Linked DNA regions of Drosophila melanogaster: region 1 is linked to region 2. Evidence: chromatin contacts called from public HiChIP or PLAC-seq data. All regions are on one chromosome and are shown on one strand. Each heading gives the region's core, a stretch centred on a gene start, on an enhancer-like site or on the middle of the called end of the contact. The rest is flanking DNA. Distances are from core to core; before and after follow the strand shown. Region 1 holds the start of Cad96Cb (Cadherin 96Cb). Region 2 holds the start of CycB3 (Cyclin B3).

Evidence for each region. HiChIP or PLAC-seq counts read pairs in DNA pulled down with a chosen protein or histone mark.
Region 1: an H3K27ac HiChIP or PLAC-seq map of the Kc167 cell line shows a contact between it and region 2, with 5 times the contacts expected there. The contact joins the promoter of Cad96Cb here to the promoter of CycB3 in region 2. A contact is called at or near these places in 3 of 107 Hi-C or Micro-C datasets (the D17-c3 cell line and the Kc167 cell line) and 1 of 6 datasets of contacts at active chromatin or transcription factors (the Kc167 cell line).

The regions. Positions count from the first base shown.
Region 1 is chr3R:25,229,345-25,235,212 of dm6, forward strand. It overlaps Cad96Cb (Cadherin 96Cb), which reads right to left and starts at 2,977. Exons shown (of 6, transcript NM_143098.4): 1 at 2,817-2,977; 2 at 1,289-1,616. The coding sequence starts at 1,349. It overlaps Sil1 (Sil1 nucleotide exchange factor), which reads right to left. Exons shown (of 2, transcript NM_143099.4): 2 at 4,292-5,854. The coding sequence ends at 4,701.
Region 2 is chr3R:24,867,083-24,872,589 of dm6, forward strand. It overlaps CycB3 (Cyclin B3), which reads right to left and starts at 3,734. Exons shown (of 1, transcript NM_001276005.1): 1 at 852-3,734. The coding sequence starts at 3,446. The coding sequence ends at 1,719. It overlaps CG3744, which reads right to left. Exons shown (of 9, transcript NM_170177.3): 8 at 5,137-5,329; 9 at 4,120-5,071. The coding sequence ends at 4,870. Elal (Elastin-like) reads left to right here. Exons shown (of 2, transcript NM_001276004.1): 2 at 1-569.

The DNA of each region.
Region 1 (5,868 bases), core at 1,727-4,226, 360 kb after region 2:
GAAATCGGGACTACGCACTGGAATCCATCCCGCAATGAAATTACCCAACTATCCTACTAATTAGTAACGAATGCATGTATGCAATCCGCTTTATTTAAAAACCAAGACTAATTAGAGTCATTGAATTCCAAAACTCATCCATAAAGCCGCAAATATCTGAAGCGTAAATCCGCGAAGCTTTACCCAAATGGAGTCGAGATTAAATAGCGAACCAAATACCCACCTAAAGATTGCATAAGTTCTACTTTTATTTTTATTTTTTGCCAAGTGGGTGAGTGTAAGACAAATGAAAGTGAGTTGGTGGCGGCTGAACAAATTTGGCCAAAACTACGTGAATGTGCATATGGATGTGGTGGAGTTGGAGAAAAGTTTCAACAATCAAAAAGTTCAGAAAACAAATTTTCATTCGGTTTGTTTTGGTTGCTTTTGATAAAACAACAGCATGAAAGCCCAAAAAAGAGAAAAAGTGTCCGTTCAGCTTGGTGATTTTCATGAAAACGCCAACGAAACGACAAACTCCTCGGTCTGGGCCACTGACTTTGGCCAAAGGTATACATAGTATAGTCATATATAGGTATGGGTATATTTATAGGGCTTTTATTTTTGGTATTCCAAACGGCAACTTGTGGCTCCTCGCCAGATGCGAGTTCTGTCTGGTTAAACATCGTAAGCATCGACATAAGTATTTCACAATCAATCTTTGTGGCACAGGTCAAGCTATGCCAGCTATATGGCAAACCCGTTAAGGAAGAACTTGAACTGTGAAAGAGCCATTAAGACGCACATGTGTTCTATGCCCCAAGTGGAGTAACGATACCACTCGAGTATGACAACGTAATGAACCGAGATTAATGCACTGAATGGAACTCGAAACTAGAGCAACTTCATGACCACAATCGGCCTGCGTATCGTATCCATATCCAGAAAAGGTAAAACCCTTTGACAGCTGCCCCAGGGGGCGGGATTTCGATGGGGGCATGGGGCTTCGGGATTTGGGGGTGGGCAAAACCCCAGTAAATCAGGTAAAAGCTTTTATCCGTCATAAATCGTTGGACCAGAACGACGTTGACGTCTCCGTTTGTTTTCTTTGCCGCCGACTTTCCTCTTCGGTTTATCGAGTCTCGCTAGGAATTTCACTATTTTTCAGTTTTTACTTTTCGAGGGTTACATGCGGTTAATTACTTTGTTTGTTTTTCGATTATCAAAGACGACACTTGGATCCGGAGTTACCAAACATTTCAACATTCCGATTCAATAGCTACCCCATAAATACGCTTGAAGGACTCACCTTTATTAAACCAGCAGAGAGACAAGATCGCATAGTATATCCATTGGTGATTTATCCGCATTTTGTACAACGATATTATGTTAGCAATTAGGTTAGTTGATAGTTCCTCAGCTTCCTCAGTTCAGAGCCACATAACACTTCCACACAAATCATGAAAATAAGATTTAGCTCAGTCACTTCACTTGATGTTCTTTAGCACTTTCCATACTCCATTTGTAATGCCCTTGTTTAACCGGTACGTGTTTTTTATTTAAGCAATAACTTTGCGTCTATCTGTGATGTGCCATAAACGAATTGAATTTATGTGCAACTTTTCCTTTGTTTAGCCCTGTAATTGGCAAAATGGCAATTTGAAATGGATAATGTAGGGGGCTTCACAGGGGCAACTGGAGTCTTCTAGATTATTACAAGATTATTAGATAGACAAAACACTCTGGCACAGAAACCAAAGCAACTGGAACATTAGCACTCCCCACCGACCAACCTTCTAGCAACTGAATGTTGTTCTTCATCTTTAGCATAAACCCCCTCGTACACCACCTCCCCTCCCTTACACCATTGTCTTCTGGTTGTGGGGCAAATGTCGCACACATGTTACCTCCAAGTTGCGCGTTTGGAGGTGGATGTCGGGAGTGGGGTCGCTGGCTCGGTTGCCACATTGTTGTCACCAACGGAATTGGCGGCATTCTATTCCGCCAGGAACTCCAAGAATAATACAAGCGAAAAGGGGATGATACAAAACCGAAGCTAGGAGTACTCTTTCTTGGTCGCCTTTTACCTATCCGAACTTTACCAACCTTGAATTGATTATAATAAGTTCATCCATATAAAATAGGTATGAAGATCAGTCTGTTATACCCTCATGGACTTAAAGAGTATATAGACAACAGCAGCCACTGAAGACGGTGGCAATGTTTTTGTTTTTGTTTCCTTGGTTCCGGTATTTTCGAGCGAGTGGAAGAATTCGAAACGCCCGTTTACACGGGCCAAAGGAGCTTCCTCCTCCTGGACAGGATTTATGGCATACCACAGCAGGTGGGCGGGTGTTTTGAGGATGAGGGAGGAAAGCGTGGGGAGTGGGAGGCGTGCTGCATCGTTTGATGGCTGAATCCGGAGGTTTGGGGGACAGACAAACATTTGCATACAAATCGCATAGCTGGCCGTTGGCCGATGGCGAAAATGAAAACGCTTTTTTGACCGGAAGCCCGCGGAAGCGCACAAAAAAGTCATTCACCTGTGTAAAAACGGTTACATTTTCCGATATTCGCCTGTGGCGCAGACTGTGAACTTGTTTTCCCCAGGGGTTTTTCATTCGGATAAACTGTTAACTGATTTACGGCATATGGGAGATTTAATTGGTGACAATTTATGGATTCCGGTAATGACAGCAAGTAGGGCTGATAAAATAAGATGAAAAGGAAAGTACTTCATTTAATAAAAAACTGATATTATAAAAAGGAATCACCAACTGAGCAGCTTAGTATATGCTGATTTTTATACTTTGAACTACATATATGCTTCACTGTACTTTATGTTTTACAAACACGCACTTAATCCTTTCGTGCTTTATCTTCCAGGTGCACTAAATGTTAGTTATTTCATTGTTTTGACCGCGATTGCAACGGACAAAGAACAATGTTGGCCGAAACGCTTTCAGTTAGTACTCCGCAGCGCTGAACGAGCTCCTCGCCTCGCGATCCAAACACAAACTGATTTTCCTTCCATAATGTAGCCAAAGTCGCGCCCCCTAACAACCGACGGCAATAAAAGCAGCAACAGCCTGTGAAGCCGGTGTGCGCTCACTATCAACATGCATGCACACATGCGACAGTCGCGGTCACAAAAATAGTGATCTTTCATACGCTTTCAGAAGGAATCTCCAGAAGAAACCTTCAAAATGGGAAACCATTTTTGAAATTTTGAAATTATTTTGTTATCGTAGACAATTGTAAATGATGCATAAATTGAAATTTTTGTTCACTTTTAGCTTTTAAAACAGTCGCAAAGAATCTTAAAAAAAAAACTTTTGAATTATTGTATACAAAGTGAAACCACATCCCAGAATTTCAAAAAAAGCGAACTTGATCTAATTGAAAATATTATAAGTCCAACTGCAATTCTTGATGGGATACCAGGCTTTCCCAGTCAAGCTCCTACCATTTTGACCGCTGCTGTGGCTAAACGGTGGAAGCCTCTCTTTCGCTTGTGTCGAAAATGTTTCCACATCACTCGTCAAGCGTAAGCGTTTCGGCTGGAAAGCGGCAAGAGGCAGGGGGAAGCGTAGCGGCGGTGGGGCAGTGCCATGACAACAACAACAGCTCGCCGCCACTGCGCACGCGCCCCAGCTGGAATTGGAATTGATGAGTGAATTCCAGTTCAGGAATCCTCTCCTGCCTCTCTGCGTTGTGCTCCACTGAGCCGGCTTTGCAACCCCTTTTCTCTGTTTACATTGCATGGAGTAGCCATGGGAACCAAGGCGGCGTCCTAGCCGGCTCCCTTCCAGGCGCTGCTTCACCTTTACCACTCCACCTATCCGACCATCCACCGTCGTGACTCAGCCCCAGTGACATTGCATTTGCATGTGACTGCCGCTAATTGCTGTAATTCCCGCGCTGGACTTCGACTCCAACTTCCAACTTTGCCGGCACATAATTGCACTCTCCTGCTCCGATGTCCTTTCTCCTCCTGTACAGTTCCGTGCCAGGTTTTCCCTGTTCTTGTGGCTTCGTTTGGCTCACATTCAAACTTCAAGTGGTTTTTTGGGACATGCTTTCCTCGGCGTTTTTGCTTTCCTTCCGACACTTTTGACTTACTTTATGGCCCGGTCGATTATGCTCGCCTTATCGGGCTTTAAATGGGTCTGTAGTTCTATAGGGGTGGAATATCCAATCTCCTAATGCGATTTCTTGATTGAAAATACATTTCCTTTCATAATTTAGCACTACATTTTAAGAATATGCCACTGAAAAGAAGTCAACTGATTTAAGAAAGAATTTCTAAATTAAACATTAGGTCATTGCTTTATTATTGTAGCTACAATAAACAAGAACTTAAGGCTTTAAGGATTCATAATCTGTTTGGAGAACAATTCTGTAGCATACAAATTTTTGCTAGTTTAATGACGTGTAACAACATAATTATTTTGATGTGCTCGTTGGTGAATCGTCTGCCTATTAAAAAAAAATCACACTTAAAATAATCTTAAGTAAGAGACTATATTTGATAACGAAAATCCTGTAGATGTTTGGCATGATTGATTGCTATCCTAAGTTAATGACAAAGAGCATTATTTTTGCATCACAAGTACTTGGCATCTTAGCTATCGTATTCTATGGTTTGGCTGCGAATTTCATTCCAACTCAGCTTACAATTAAATGAAATTAACATAAATAACATAGTAAATTGGCTAGGATTACAGTTCGGTGTGCTTGGGCTTGTTGAACAATCTCTCGCACAGTTTGGCCAAAATCTGGGACACCTCCAGTCGGTACTCGTCCGTGCTGTTGGCATACCGATTGCGAACGGTTAATAGTGCATGCCTGAGACCGGAACTTTGCGACCACGTGCTGGTGCACATATCTTCGGTGGTCTCCAATGCGGTGGCAAACTGTTCCACCACCTCCGGTTGCTCTAGGAGGAGCAGGAACTCCTTGGTTAGCACAGTGTCCACCGCCGCGCAGTAGCCCGGCGTTTTCAGCCACGACTCGAAGTCCAAGAGCACATATTGCGCCATTGTGGATGAGGCTTCGGGATCATCTTTGCTGACATCCAGCACTGACCGCTTCTCCAGCACTAGGTCGCTTATGAGAGTCACTACCTTCGCCTTGCTCCGCAGCTCCACATCCGGACTCTGGAGCACCTTGATCAGAGCCTGTGTACCCGAGGTGGAAAGCACTCGCTGCTGGGCTAGCGGAAATTTCCGCAACAAGGCTCCAAAGGCGTGCAATGCAGCGGAGATCTCACCGACATTTCCGGAACTGGTCAGAATCTGAGCCAGATGAGACCCGAAATTCTTTTCGAACACCTTGATCTGGGCCTTGGGATTGTTGCTCGCCAGCGAGCCCAACACACGCATGGCCGACACTCTCAGGGATGTACTGGTATCGTTCACAACAATGGGCAGTAGTACATCATCCAATCCCCCATTATCAATGAACATCAAGGCATTGTCTATCTGATGGAGCAAATACTCCAGATTTTCCAGGCAGTCCAGCTTGGAGCGCATCTCTGACTCTAGCGGCGTTCTGCTGAAGTTCCGAAACTGATCGATTAACTGGACGATCAGTTCTCCGTCGGTGCGAAAGTTCTTCTGGAACTCTTTGTACGCTTTGCGTAGCTCGGCATAGCTCTTCTTCTGCTCCTTGACCCGCCGTATAGACTCCTCGATTATGTCCGGTTTATAGTCCAGAGCCAGGGGTTCGTTGTCATCGTGAGATTCCCGAGCATTCTGATCATCCGGTTGACTCTGCAGCGACGTGCCACGTTCGCTTTCGTCTAAGAGTTTGGCTTCCTTGAGCCCCGTTTGTAGGTTGATGCGCACGTGCAGGCCCCTTGGAATAGCTTGACCTGGAAATATAGAG
Region 2 (5,507 bases), core at 2,484-4,983:
GAAAAGAGAGGGCCGAAGGAAAGGAAAGGAACCCAACCAAGGGACGACGTCTTGATGTCTTGCGGCGCATGCGCAGCCTGCCGCGCAAATCCTTAACAAATTTTTGGCGCTAAAATGACGGACGAGCGCGCCAAAAGCAAGGAACCGCAGGAAACTCGAGAGAATCATGCCCGGGGTATACAGACTACGAGTATACAGACAGACACTTACACTCATGGATTATGAATGATTTGGACGGACGGTATCGGTGGTTTTTACCTGTAGCAAATCGAACCGATTCCAGCCAGGGTTTGATGTCCTTAGGTCATCAGCCATCAGCTGTTCTATGATGAGCGCGGAGAAAGGAGCACAGATTCAGCTGAGAGGATTCGAAACAAAGGAATTAGAATGGGTGGGGTAATGGGTATACTCACGGCAAAGAAGTCTAGATGTGCTAAACGTTTTCCCTTAACCTTTGACATCTAGGAGTTTATGCTCTGTTTCTAACAATTAAAGATTGAACTGCAACAAATACATACATTCCAGATTCTAGGAAATTGAAAATAATGCCCTAAATTATTTAATCCCCTAGGAACTAGGATCATTTCCAACATGCTGGATAAAGACAGCTAATTTAAAATACTTATTTAAAGTAAACATAAACACTAATGATACTACAATTGCATTCAACTAGTTATATCTGAGTTAATACTCACCCGATTTTGAAACTTCCATCAGGTTTTTAAAAGAGTTTTCTAGAAAGAAAAATAAAAATACGAATTTATTGCACTTACCCTATTAAAAGTAAGAATTTTTTCACTTCGCCCACCGTTTTCCGAATGTAATGATGGTAAAAAGATTGAAGTATTTTTGAACGGACGTAAAAATGTTTATTGGTATTCTCTCGCAAAACGATACATACATAACACTGAGTACATACATAACTAGTTACTTCAACAATGCAACGTTATCAACCATCCATGGATAAACGAGGTGAACTGAGGCAGGGCGGGGCGGGGCGGTATGATCAGGAACTGGGAAGTTGATGGTGAGCGTCCTTCGAGGGGCGGGAATGTGAGCGCAAGGAGGGGAGTCCATGAACGACTTAACAAATAACAGCATTAATAACGACGACAGGAACAGATGCACATGGCGTACATGGCGTGCACGGGACGAGGGTTGATCGCAGCGCATTTCCAGGTTGTACGGGACACACGTGCCTTTCATAGTCGCTTCGTATCCTTGCGTTTGTGTATCTGTGTAGAATAAGTTAGTGGGGATCCGTGTCTGCTTTGGTGGCTTACGAGTTAGGTTTATTTAATGCTGGCATCTCTTAAGACTAACGTACATATTAAAACATGAATCGTTTTGGGATTTTTTGGGTGGGGGTGCTAAAGATAATGTCGCCTTTCGAGTTTAGATTGATTGTGTTCGGCTACGTATGCGGTATGTGGGAAAATTAAACAATAATACATGGCAAAAAGAAACAAAAGCACTCTTAACATAATATTTATGCAAAAAACATGTCAATAATGCGAAGGTCACAATAATAATTAAAATATAATAAATTGCGAGGACTTGACGGGAACACTAGGTAAGGGGTAAAATCAGGGGTTTTTAGATTAAGGCGGGGATCCGCTGTTTCGTCGGGATGGGGCTAATATTGGGAATAGAAGCGTCTTAGAGCCTAAGTGAAGCGTATCGTATCATGTTGAATTTGGCTAAACTTTGAGGCTGTCCTACGACAGATTGCTTTCGTTCAGGTCAAGGTTGCCCTGGAAGAGCTCCTGGTTCGTCAGCAGCGGCACCTTGGCCACCTCGTGGAATATTTTGTGCGAGTACTTGTTCCGTATCGTCTTGATGGTGGCCCGTGGCTTGCGATGCAGTCCTGCATTGAGCGCGGTCACAATTTCAGCAAAGTCCGCCAATTGATAGCCGGTGTAGTAGATAAGCGTCGATGTCCACGTCTGCTTGTCCAGCTGCCCCGGACCGCCGTGCATACGCAGTGCCATGAACAGTGCGGCCGAAGCCATCTGCGAGTCACTGAACGAAATATTGGCGTAATCCATGAGCGACAATTCCAGGATGTATCGAGCCAGGGTCAGCGTGGGCATAGGCACCTTGGCGCATCGGGCATAGCGGCGCAGGAAACGGTACGAGAGCGGGATGCCCAGATCGTACTTGATAACGCGCAGCGTCTCCCGCTCCATTCGCACCAGCTCGTCGTGATTATAAGCACCATCGCAGATATACAAAAAATCCTCTATAAGCGGCGGCTGTCGCTCATCGTACTTGCAGGCAATAAAGAAGGCAGCGGCGCCCAGAAGTTGCAGCTTCTCTTTGTTGATCACCTCGCGGCAGAGATACAGATCGACGATCTTAACCGCTAGGTACAGAGTCTCGTGGTTCAGCTCGAACGTTTCCTGCACCTCCACCATCCAGTCGACCAACAGGGTGCGCATCCAGGTGGTCAGATGGATCTGCCTGGGCATATAGTCGGCAATGGGGAATTCCGCTTCGCGCACTTTGAGGTAGTTGAATATATCCATGGCGTAGTGGGACACCTGGAAGGGATCGTCCCAGTTCTTGCGGTCGAAGTCCTCTACTTCCTCGGGCACTGGCGGAATGGGCACCACCTGGCTTGGAGCAGTCTCTGGGAGTGTCAGCAACAGCGGCTGTGGCTGCTGCTCAGTCTTTTGCTGCAACTTGGCGGAGCGACGTCGCGCCGCCTCAAAGTTTCCAGACAGCCGCATGGAGTCGCAACTGGAGACATCCTCCAGCGCGGACATGTACAGGCTGTCCTCAGTCTTGTTGAAGTCATTGGAGATCCGACGAACTGGCTTGACGGCGGCAACCTGGGGAGCAGCCAGATTGTGCGTGGGCGGCAGTAAAACGGGAATCTGCATAGGATTTGGCATGGCCGGTAGCTGAACCTCCCCCAAAACGGTCTTTTTTGCGGCAGGCACTGCCTTGGGGCGCGGTTTGGGCCTGGCCAACGCCTCTTCCAGCTTATCGAGCACTTTGTGGCAGTTCTCCACCGAATCCTCCACTTTACTGGAGGCGCGCGTAGTCATCTTACTGGCGCCAAAGACATTTACGCTGAGATTCTCCTGTTTCTTAGCATCCATCAGGGCCTGCAGCTGCTGGGCCGTTGGCTTTTTGCCCACGCCCGACTGCTCCTCATCCTGTGCCGGATGCAGTGTCATGATCTTAACATTGTTGGTCAGGTTACCCAGCGCCGAGCGCTTGATTTTGTCATTTTTAATTGGACTGTGGTCGGCCTTGCGTTTGGCGCGCGTCTGCATATTCTCCACATTCGGATCGATGTTTCCCGTGGCAGCCGCCCTCCGAGTCAGTCCCTTCCTAGTGGCAGCTCCCAGGGCTCCCAGGATGGGATTCACTGCCTGCTGCAGCTGATGATGCCCGCTTGTGATGGCCGCGCGCGTTGTTGCTTTTGTGGGCGCCATTTTGAATGCGTGTTTGCGTGTGAGCGCACTCGTCGTTTGTTGTTTGTGTTCTTGTGCGCGGCGCCTGGAGTCCTCGTCTCCTCCACTTCCACTTGGTTTCAGCAAGATCCTCGCTAGCGGATTCCTTGCAGAATGTGGTCTTTGTGTTGGCTAGAACTTGAGTCGTTCGCTACTGCCGATATTGTCGACTCGATCAAGCCTAGACATTCACACAAACTCACAATATAATTCCGGATCGAGTTTTGTGGAGTTATGGCGCTTGGCCGGAGGGATAGAGAGCACTGAGTAAAAAATCAAAAAAACACCGCCAGATGCCAGATGCAGATGCGGCCTGCAGTGTGACCGTACCGCGGCGTTCGGTCGCCTAACGGAAATCGACTGGAATACACCTCTGTGGTGAAGGTAGGCATTGGGGGTAGTCTTCCAGAGCGCGGCTAATTTAAATGTCTGAAGTTCAAAACATGTGAATTGAACTATTTGGGCAGTTTGCTTAAATATGCAATTGCAAATTTATGGAACTAAGAAACTCATCAAAGTAGCCTCGAGCAGCTGACAGAAAGGAATTTGTTTAAATATATTTATTTAATTAATTGAACAGTGCCCAAAAATCCCCATCAATCCAAACAAGAGAGAAAAGTAAAACACCTGCTTTTACACACAACTGTTTATTTAAATGTTAAACAAAATATATGTATATATACGTTTGCTTGTATCAGTTGTAAAACTAATGATTATATATAGGCATAATTAATATTAAATTTAATTCAGTTTTTGTTGCTTCAGCCAAACGCGGGTTTCTAAGAACTCAATCAAGTATGCATACGACTTGCGTCAGGTTTATCGAAGAGATATATAATATATATATATATATATATATATATGCATGCGTAGAACTAACATTAATTGATGGCCTGCCCCAAAGGCATGACAAGTTTAAGGTTTTTTTTTTCCGTTTCTGTGGAAAACACGCATACAGTCACTCATACTCGTACATACGCACTAAAACACAACTTATAATTACTGATAGGAAAAATGTACATTTGCGGATATCAAACACAATTAAAACATAGTTAAGAGTATATGACGTGTGTTGTAGAACATTAAGTATAAATTAATTACAATAAGCTGCTTGGTCTTGATCTGAAGTCTAATATTGGGTGGCAGGTAAACTTTCATTCATTCAACTTTCCATTATACTTACAACTGCGTACGTTTATAAATTAAGTATGCTAAAAATATGATACAAATTTCGTTTTCTCTCATTTTCTTTATCGAATAAAAACAATAGTTCGAACAACAAAAATTCAAATAAAAACAAAGACAATGATGTAAAAAACTATTGCAAAGGGACGAGGGCGTGGGGCGGGTCTAGTTTTACTGCCTAAGCAGGCGATCTTGTTTCGGCTGTTGACATTTACGAATCTCATAAGTTTTGCAAGAATGACAGTAATTTAGTTTCGTAGTTTTTATTCGATTCCAGATTACGCAACGAATGCCGCTCCTCGGGGAACAGATGCACCTCGTACGGCTTGTTTGCCTTGTTCAAAGCACTGATCAGACGCGAGGTGTGGCAGAAGTGCACGTTCTCGTCGATCAGGCCGTGTATGAGCAGCAGGCGTTTGTCCCTGAACAAAAGAAAACATGAATGTTTCGAAAATTTGACAATTTAAGAACCAGCTTAAGAACTCACTCTTCGGGAAAAGAGTTTACGTATTCGAGCACCGAACCGGCTGAGTAACCGGCCTCGTTATTTTGCGGCATATCCATGTATCGTTCCGTGTAGCCCGTATCGTAATACTCCCAGTTGGTGACCGGCGCTCCGGCAATGGCCACTTTAAAGATTTTCGGATACTGAACCAGGCCCATCAGGCTAAGATAGCCCCCTGTTGAAATGACAACCATATGGAAATTATTGCAATGCCTTTACCTTTACCCAGTTCCCTCAATTGAAAGTAACCATTATAGTGCATTAATTTAACGTTCATAAACCGATAAGGCATCTTCATTCTGTCTGTGTACTTGCAAGTTCAGAATGACTTGCTTGTTGATTAGATTAAATAG